2 separate regions of the Cyprinus carpio genome follow, and region 1 is linked to region 2. A link is a contact called in public Hi-C data. All regions are on one chromosome and are shown on one strand. The core of a region is the stretch at or near the end of the contact, and the rest is flanking DNA. Distances in the headings are between cores, read along the strand shown. Region 1 holds the start of tada3l (transcriptional adapter 3). Region 2 overlaps LOC109096762 (F-box-like/WD repeat-containing protein TBL1XR1).

What was found. A called contact is a pair of places that touch in the nucleus more often than the background predicts.
Region 1: a Hi-C map of skeletal muscle shows a contact between it and region 2, with 3 times the contacts expected there. The contact joins the promoter of tada3l here to the enhancer-like site in region 2. A contact is called at or near these places in 2 of 8 Hi-C or Micro-C datasets (both in skeletal muscle).

What each region holds. Positions count from the first base shown.
Region 1 is chrA11:10,407,136-10,411,371 of ASM1834038v1, forward strand. It overlaps tada3l (transcriptional adapter 3), which reads left to right and starts at 1,786. Exons shown (of 9, transcript XM_019078746.2): 1 at 1,786-1,916; 2 at 2,412-2,645; 3 at 2,725-2,975; 4 at 4,131-4,236. The coding sequence starts at 2,436. It overlaps LOC109061643 (actin-related protein 2/3 complex subunit 4-like), which reads right to left and starts at 1,607. Exons shown (of 5, transcript XM_042766185.1): 1 at 1,480-1,607; 2 at 1,166-1,269; 3 at 537-655; 4 at 322-433; 5 at 1-242. The coding sequence starts at 1,243. The coding sequence ends at 93.
Region 2 is chrA11:10,220,204-10,224,443 of ASM1834038v1, forward strand. It overlaps LOC109096762 (F-box-like/WD repeat-containing protein TBL1XR1), which reads right to left. Exons shown (of 16, transcript XM_042766175.1): 3 at 2,704-2,794; 4 at 2,127-2,272; 5 at 1,140-1,359; 6 at 779-911. The coding sequence starts at 2,761. Among protein-coding and RNA genes, the nearest start is that of LOC109096762, 59 kb to the right of the region's middle. Within about 2 kb of position 2,713, at least 3 of the 8 cell types and tissues checked have an H3K27ac peak or open chromatin away from gene starts, as enhancers often do. A contact at or near this core is called in skeletal muscle, where this site is marked.

The DNA of each region.
Region 1 (4,236 bases), core at 536-3,035, 190 kb after region 2:
TCAAAAAAGTGAATCATTTTGCAAAGCTATTAATTCAAATGATTCACAGTTTCAAAAAGCTTTGTTTCTCCCATCACTAATGCATCTTCGGTTTAATAAATTACATCTCTCTTCATCCCTTGTTGGTTCTTCACAATAGAGCTCACCTCAACAGGTTTCCTCCGCAGGATGAAGAAGTTCTCTGCTCGCATCATCATGAACCTCATAAATTTATGGCACAGGATCTTCTCAATCTCATCAGCCTAAGAAAAGCATGTATATCTTTGGAAGACAGTGGCAAGAAAAACATCGATCCTACGCAGTTCATCCTAAATTACTTACCTGCTTGACAGCGATGCTGACTCTCACTGAGTTTATGGACCCCTCAATCAGGACCTTCTCCTTTTCATTGCGGCTTATGACCACAGGCTGCAACAGAAGCTCTTTGCTACTCCTGAATTGTAAAACACACACACACACAAATACACATACATACAAACACACACATCATATTTAACACATAAGAAGGGCGTGGGGTGTATGAATGATTTCCTCACCTAACCTCCACCTCAGGCTTGTTGTGTCTCTCCACCACCTGAGAGGAGAAGTTCTCCAGACACAGCGCTGCTTGCAGAGTGGCGCGCACCGCGTTCAGGTAGGGTCGCAATGTTGCCGTCTACATACAAAAAGGACCATATTTTATGAAGTAACACCTCATTCCATAACTTCAATGACCTTATAGGTGTCTTATAGTTATCATAAACAAACAGGAACATGATTGTCAGTGGGTGGAAGAGCGGTTTTGTTCTTGGCCATTCCATTGAGTACGTGTCAGTCATCAAGGTGGTGAAGTGTCAATCATCTTCCTGAACATCACTTACTGACAACTACCGGCTGTTCTAAGTGAATTAAACACGTGTTATTTATTACATATTTCATCTGTGCACTGTGGTGCGCATTTGTTAGTTTTCAAAATGCCAAAAAGAGGTTTTGCCTGCAAAATCACAGACGTTAGCCACCTAGCATAAATCAAGACAGACTAACATCACTCGATCAAATGAGCCAAAAAACACTGCGCTGAGCGCGTGCAAATGGTTTATCCGAATGCTGCTTATTGGGTCATTTGATTACTTGCTCTACAATAAATAAACAACCACAGCAACTTTAAGAAATGTAAATATCTTACCATTTTATATGAGGTCTGTGGAGGAAGACGGAAGTCCGCACGCCACGCCTGCCTGGAAATGAAAAAACACGCCTCCATTGCGTTCTCACACTCCCGTAATATACCTATTAGAAGTGCATTATTGTTTATCATAAGCTCATGATTTAAACGTATACGTGTGAATGGTATTTAATTAAATACATTTCCATACAAATACAAGTTCTTGAGTTTCTATTTTAAGCGCGTAAATCGGGAGAAAAACATAAACAACAAAACGACCGTTATTATGTCACATCTGTTCCTATAGTTACGGTGAAGCCCAGCACCAATCTTACCATTATTCGCTTTTTCTTCCTTATATGGCAAACAACACGACGGGTCTAATACACTGTAGTCAAAAAGGCGATTATTTAGAAATATCACTGTGTTGAAATAAACCTCAACTCTTTTGTGGCTTTAAACAGCACACGAGTCACTAAAAAGAAATAATCTTTAATTACACTGTTTGGACGCGTTTCAGAAAGGAATGTACCATTCCGTACGCTGCGGTGTTTTGTGGGGGATGTCAACTGCCAAGTGGGGATATTTATCTGATATTGAAAAATGAGTTTGCAGATAGTACATACATATCAGTTAGAATATGATAATAAACCGTACGCTGACCAAACTAAAGCAAATGTAATACACATTCGAGTTCTTAAAATTAAAGCGGTGAGCTGTCACCCCCCGAGCTGAGATGGTTTATTCAGTAATGGACGCTCCTTCATTGGAGGTAAACAATAATATTTTATGAATAAATGCCTTGTATGGGTTCAATTCTGTTTTATATTTTAACATATTATTTAATTGTCGACATACATATTTTCATTGCAGGTAATATACATATTTATTGAACAAATGTTTCGACCTATTCCCTGTGGTTTGAACTGCATGTAGCTGAATTAGCATGAAGCCGTTAGCTTACAGTGGCTAACGTACTCTTATTATCGCACACTGGTATCGTATCTGTATTACACAACAGAGTAAATACATTACAGTGATGCAATGCATAAAACATTAACATTTTATATTTAAACCTTATGAATAACATCTACAGCAGTACATCTGTTCTGGGTTTGCTTGCATTGTCTTTCTGTGTAACTGTTTGCTTTTACCACCTGACCAAAATCACTTACAGTCTGTGTTGTTCATTAATAGTAAAGAATTTATCAAACCATTTGGACGCCTCCCACAACCCTTTTTTATACTCTTTTTGTTTTTCTTTCAGATTTAGGTTCCTGTTGATGAGAAGATGAGTGAACTGAAGGACTGCCCCCCACTGAAGTACTATGACTTCAAACCTGTGGACCATGTGAAAGTGTGTCCACGCTACACGGCAGTGCTCAGCCGCTCAGAAGATGACGGCATTGGCATTGAAGAGCTGGACACGCTTCAGCTGGAGCTGGAAACACTCCTCTCCTCTGCGAGTCGACGTCTCAGAGCACTGGAAGAACAGAGACAGGTGAGCAGTGTTTTGCTGTTTGTCTTTCTGCCACCTACTGACTATACCTCAAATGATTTATGTTTACTCTCTGATACAGATACTTACAGACTGGCAGGACAAAAAAGGGGACAAAAGGTTTCTGAAATTAGGGAAGGATCCAGATCTTGCAGCCTCTTCTCGTCATTCCAAGCCCAAAAAACAGAAGCTTGATGGAAAGGGAAGTCATGGTCCCGGACCTGGGCCAGGTAGACCGAAGTCTAAGAACATACAGACCAAGGTCCAGGAGTTTGAATTTGAAGTGGACCCCCAAGATATACCCCGCAACCCTAAAAATGATGCTCCCAACAGGTTTGCTGCAACTGAATGTTTTGTCTGTGATACATAATGTATATTTATAGGAATATAGACTAGATATAAGATACAGATCAGATTTTTGCCATTATGTTTCATACTACCTAGATGTTAAATGAATTTGTTTAAATTAAATATCTATACTTTTTCATTTCAGTCATTATTTTATTTAATATTATTTAAACAGATCCAAACCAGGGCTGTCAAATGATTAATCACGATTAATCACATCCAAAATAAAAGTTTTGTTTACATAATATATGTATGTGTACAGGGTATATTTATTATGTATATATAAATACACACACATAAATTATATATTTAGAAAATATTTACATGTATATACATTTAATATATTTATATTCTTATATTTTATATTATATATAAATATATTTAATATATAAACATAACATATTCTTCTTAAATATATACATGCATGTGTGTGTATTTATATATACATAATAAATATACACAGTATACACACACATATTATAAAAAATGTATAATGGTTTCCACAAAAACAATAATAATCAAAAATATAAAAAAAAATATTTATGAGTATTCAGTCATTATTTTATTTAATATTATTTAAACAGATCCAAGCCTGTAATTTTATTCACCAATTAATTAATAAAAATTGACAATAAAGACATTTATGATACAATAATTTACAAAAGGTTTCTTTTTTAAAATAAACACTGTTCTTTTGAACTTTCAATTCATCAAAGAATCCTAAACAAATATATATCGGTTTCCACAAAAATATTAAGAAAAGTAACAAATATAAAAATATGAATTTTATCAAATAATATTACATTAAAAAATATTTTTATTAAATATAAGAAGCACTATTTTCAGTATTGAAAATAATAAGAAATGGTTTATTGGACACAAAAGACTGGAGTAATGGCTACTAATATTCAACTTTGCCATCACAGGAATAAATTATATTTTAAAATATATTCAAATAGAAATATGTTTTTGTAATGCTGTAGAATTGTAATATTTCATAGCATTACCATTTTTACAGAATTTTGGATCAAATAAATGCTGTGTTGTTCTTTCAAAAACATTTAAAAATATTACTGACCCCAAACTTTTGAAAGATTGCAATAATTGCATTTTTTGTGGTTATATATGTGTGTAAAACAGATTCTGGGCTTCGGTGGAGCCTTACTGTGCAGACATTACAAATGAAGAGATCAGAGTTCTGGAAGAGCTGCTCAAACCCCCTGAAGATGAAGCTGAATACTACAAG
Region 2 (4,240 bases), core at 1,463-3,962:
TGACTTCCATTTTCTACAGATGCACCAGTAGCACATTGTTTTTTTGTTTTTTTTAAATACTGATACTGGAACGATCTTCAGCTTCTATTCTTCATCTGTTTATAATATCTATTCCACATTAGTGCTGGGTATTGACACAGATTTCAAGATTCAATTAGATTTTGATTCAGAAGCTTGTGATCTCGATTCAGTTCAATATCGATTCATTTAAATATGTATCAAGGTGTATATCAAAGGAAAAAAAAAACTATACTATCAATTAAAGTCTTCTAAAAAGCTAAAATTAACAACTGATTTGTAAACAAACATTTAAACTGCACATAAGGCAGTTTTATAATAATAACAAACTTTCAATTATATAATTGTTTCTACTTCAATTTGTTGTTGAAATATAAATATTTAAAGGTGGCTGACAAAAACTTTTTTATGATGGATTTATTCAAACTTACATTACATTTTAAACAGCAGATATAAAACTGATATTTTCTTTAATGTTAAAAGTAACAAGGCGCAAAGCTATTTTTTTATATCAATCTCCGGTGTTTATAATAAAAATGAAAAACTACAAATTACAACGTGTTACTAGAGTGCCCTTTCTGTAGCTTGATAGTGACGCCTATGACTAACCCAGAGTACTGAATCTGAATCTGTCACATCTGACAGATGCCAATCCATTTTAAAAGGTCAGTATTAGTGCAGCATGTACTCAGTGTGGATGAACGACTAAACGGATTCAGTGATGAAAAGAGTCAGAAGACCAGCGGAGTGTATAACTGACCCGGAGGCGAGCAGATCACTGACGGGGTTCCAGGCGCAGATGAAGACCTCCGACTCGTGACCTCTCAGCACCATGGCTTTATTCTGAGGGATCTCCACATCCATGTCCACGTCCATCATGTCTGCATGGTTATCTGTAAAGATAGATGGTTGTGAGGACTTACACTGACTAACACACAGGTGTCACATGACATTCATCATTGAGAGAAAACACAACAGTTCTTTGATTCACATCAGCAGTACGTAACTGAAAGCTACAACATCGACACCACTGTGTGACATTTTCAGGAAATAACGGGGAAAAAATTATTATGAATAATGATAAGCAGAGTAAAATGATACAGAATCGTTCAGTGACTCACTGGGTAATGCGTGAGCACCGTTCTCCTCTCCGTTTGCGGTGTTTTCTCCGTTTTTGGTGTTACCCTGCATGTTGGCGCTGGTTGCCGAGGGCGCTGTGGCGGCCTGTTGCTGGGCGAGTTTGTCACGGTACGCCTGCTGCCGGGTCTGTACGACATCGGGCATCACCGCATCAATCAATGACAAAGACTCAATTGGTCGCCCATCGAACAGCGTGCCGTCCTGTGGACAGGAGTCAACATGTCAATCATGCACTCAATTTGACATTAACAGGATTTTTGCATCATAACAAATATTATCTGGGTTAATCTCATGAAAACATCTCCAGGATGCATTTCCCCTCACAATCAAAAGAATAAAACAAGAAATTATATTTTTGCATTATGATTATAAAGCCTATTTTTAAAACATTTTGTCATTAATATCATAAAGAAAATACTAAATTAAGCAAAAAACAATTACAAAAATTCAAATGTAAAATATTTAGTTTATTATATATTTATATAATAATAGTAATAACAATAAAAATGTAAATATTAAAATGACAAAGCACAACAAAATTACTAACTTTAAAATTAAAAATTGAATATATAGAAATAAAAACTAATTTGCAATATTACTATAACATGTTATGAAATATAATTACAATAACTATACTAGTATCTTTACTATTTCTATTTTTATATGTGGCACAAATATATAAAACAAAAAATTACCAAAACTAACTAAAATTTAAATGACAATTTATATATATATATATAATTAATTTTTTTGTACATTACATATTAATAAATAAATATATATAGAGAGAAATATCATTTAATAGTAATATTTAGTATCATATATATATTAAAATATATCATGTTTTCTGAGATTCCCCTAATTAAGACTCATCTAAAAATAATCTTATAGTAAGTATTAAATATCCTTGATGCAGATAAATGTAGGTGCCTTGATTGCTTTTTTTGTAAATAAAGCTGTGCTCTCACCTCATTGATGCTGACTTCAGCCTCCACATACTGCAGGCCCTTCTGGATGATGGAGATCAGGGCAGCAGGGGGCACTAGGGCGCCGTTGATGTTCGACTGACTGATGTGGCTCTCAATGCCGAATGTGAAGGCTGAGTGGGAAAACCCTGCCAGAGGGAATGATAAACACTTTAGTGTGACACTAGCTGGATCAACTTTCTCTTCAGCTCACGGCTACGAGAGTATCGTGTGTGTGTGTGTTCATTTAAATAACACCCTGTGAACAGTCACAGTGTTTTACTGTAATCAACGCTGATAACACATTATATCCCAAAACTCAAATTAAGGAGATATAACTGACAGATACATTTACATATCTGTGAGTGATCTCCAATAGAGAGTGAAAGTAATAGTCTAAATAGTAATTGCATCAAGACATGTAGACAGTTTTCATTATATGTTAAGATTTTTTGGTCATTTATGGAGCAAAACCAGTCATTATTAACCATGATTGGTTACACAAAAGCTGTGTAACAGTTGATCTGGATACAATTTTGGAGTGTTGATTAGGTCTGTTTCGTTTAAAAGCAGCACCTACCCGACTCCTGCAGGTATCTATACACCAGGAAATTGACCTCATCGCTGCTAATACTCATCTTCACATCTGCTTACACCATGAGGTCAGCACACTAGTATGAGAAAGAAAGGACAAAAACAATATCAGAAAGCATGCTCACAGAATGTACACTAAAAACGGCAACAGAATAGACATTGATATTGCCAGGCTCTCTGCCTTCCACTCAGAGTGTGTATAAAAAGCCTCTTTTACAGTGCAATAAGGGGGTAAAAGCTCTCTTTGTCAGCAGGAACCTGAGTGTGTACTATGCTGCCAGAAGTTACCAAGGGCTTCACAGCCCTGCATGGCTGAATAACAAGTTGCAGTGCCAAAAGTGGACATTACATTTTGGGGGCGCTGTTGCCCCAACACTGCAGAGCAGTAAAAGCATCTCCCACTGAAAATGTTTACGTGAGGGCTACTACAAAGCACTTCTGTTTACTTGAGTTTGACAGCTGGATTCATCGTGACTTTGGCTTTACAGAGCTGCCAAAATGTCAGTTTACACCTAAAGATTTTTTTTTTTTTAGCACAAGAACATTTACATGAAATTAAATATGACCCAGATTTGACACTCTCTAAAGTTAAATTTTGATTTTAAGCAGACAACAAACACATCCATATACATTTTAGGATGGTTTATTCAAATAATATCTCATGCTTGCTCTATATTAAGCCACAATTTCAAGACATGCACTCAACTTTGGACTTCCTCCAGAAAAGAGCATCAGGGAGCACAAACTTTTTCAGTTCCACATTGAAATACTGCATAACCACAAGTGGGGCTAATTCTGAAAAGTGACCCATTTCCTCATGACCCCGGTGTCCACCATTCCAGATCACATCCTCTTCATTAGACAGAGAAGTGAAGTGGAAAGTGTTTCCCCGTCACTGGGCGTTTACGGTCATAGGATGTGGTTTGTTAGTGAGATGGATGGCTTTTGTCTCCTCCTTAGGTTCTTGCTCGAGAACGGTTTTTGAGCTATGGGGTTTCATTCTGTTTCTAGATGGTGCCGTCGTGTGATGTAACACCTACCTGCTCCCTTCTTAACAAACTACGGCTTGTTTTTGAGTAACATTTAGCCTGCTAATGAATGCTTAATTAGTAGGCTGAACTTCTCAAACATAAGAGTCGCCTGTCTTGCGTTCCCTTCATAAAATATGCAAAAGTATGCAAATGGGAACATCATCAAAAGGCAGTGTGTCAAGGCCAATCAGATAACAGAGATACTGTCCAATCAAATCAAGTAGAAACGGTGCCACCGGATCAATGCGGTTTATCTCACAGCATAGCCAAATTAAATCCCTGCAACAGTGCAGAGTGCTCATCTATATTATCGAGCGGCCGAGTCGATACTGAGGAGGACCGCTACCTTCCAATAAATCACCCGTGCTCTTCAGGACCACCTAGCCTGTAAAACAGAACAGGGAACTCCAGGCATTTACAGTCGGCAACATTAGTTCAAGTAAAGAAGCCACGGGTGGGGAAATTCCCTCGTAGACGTGACACAGAAAGAGC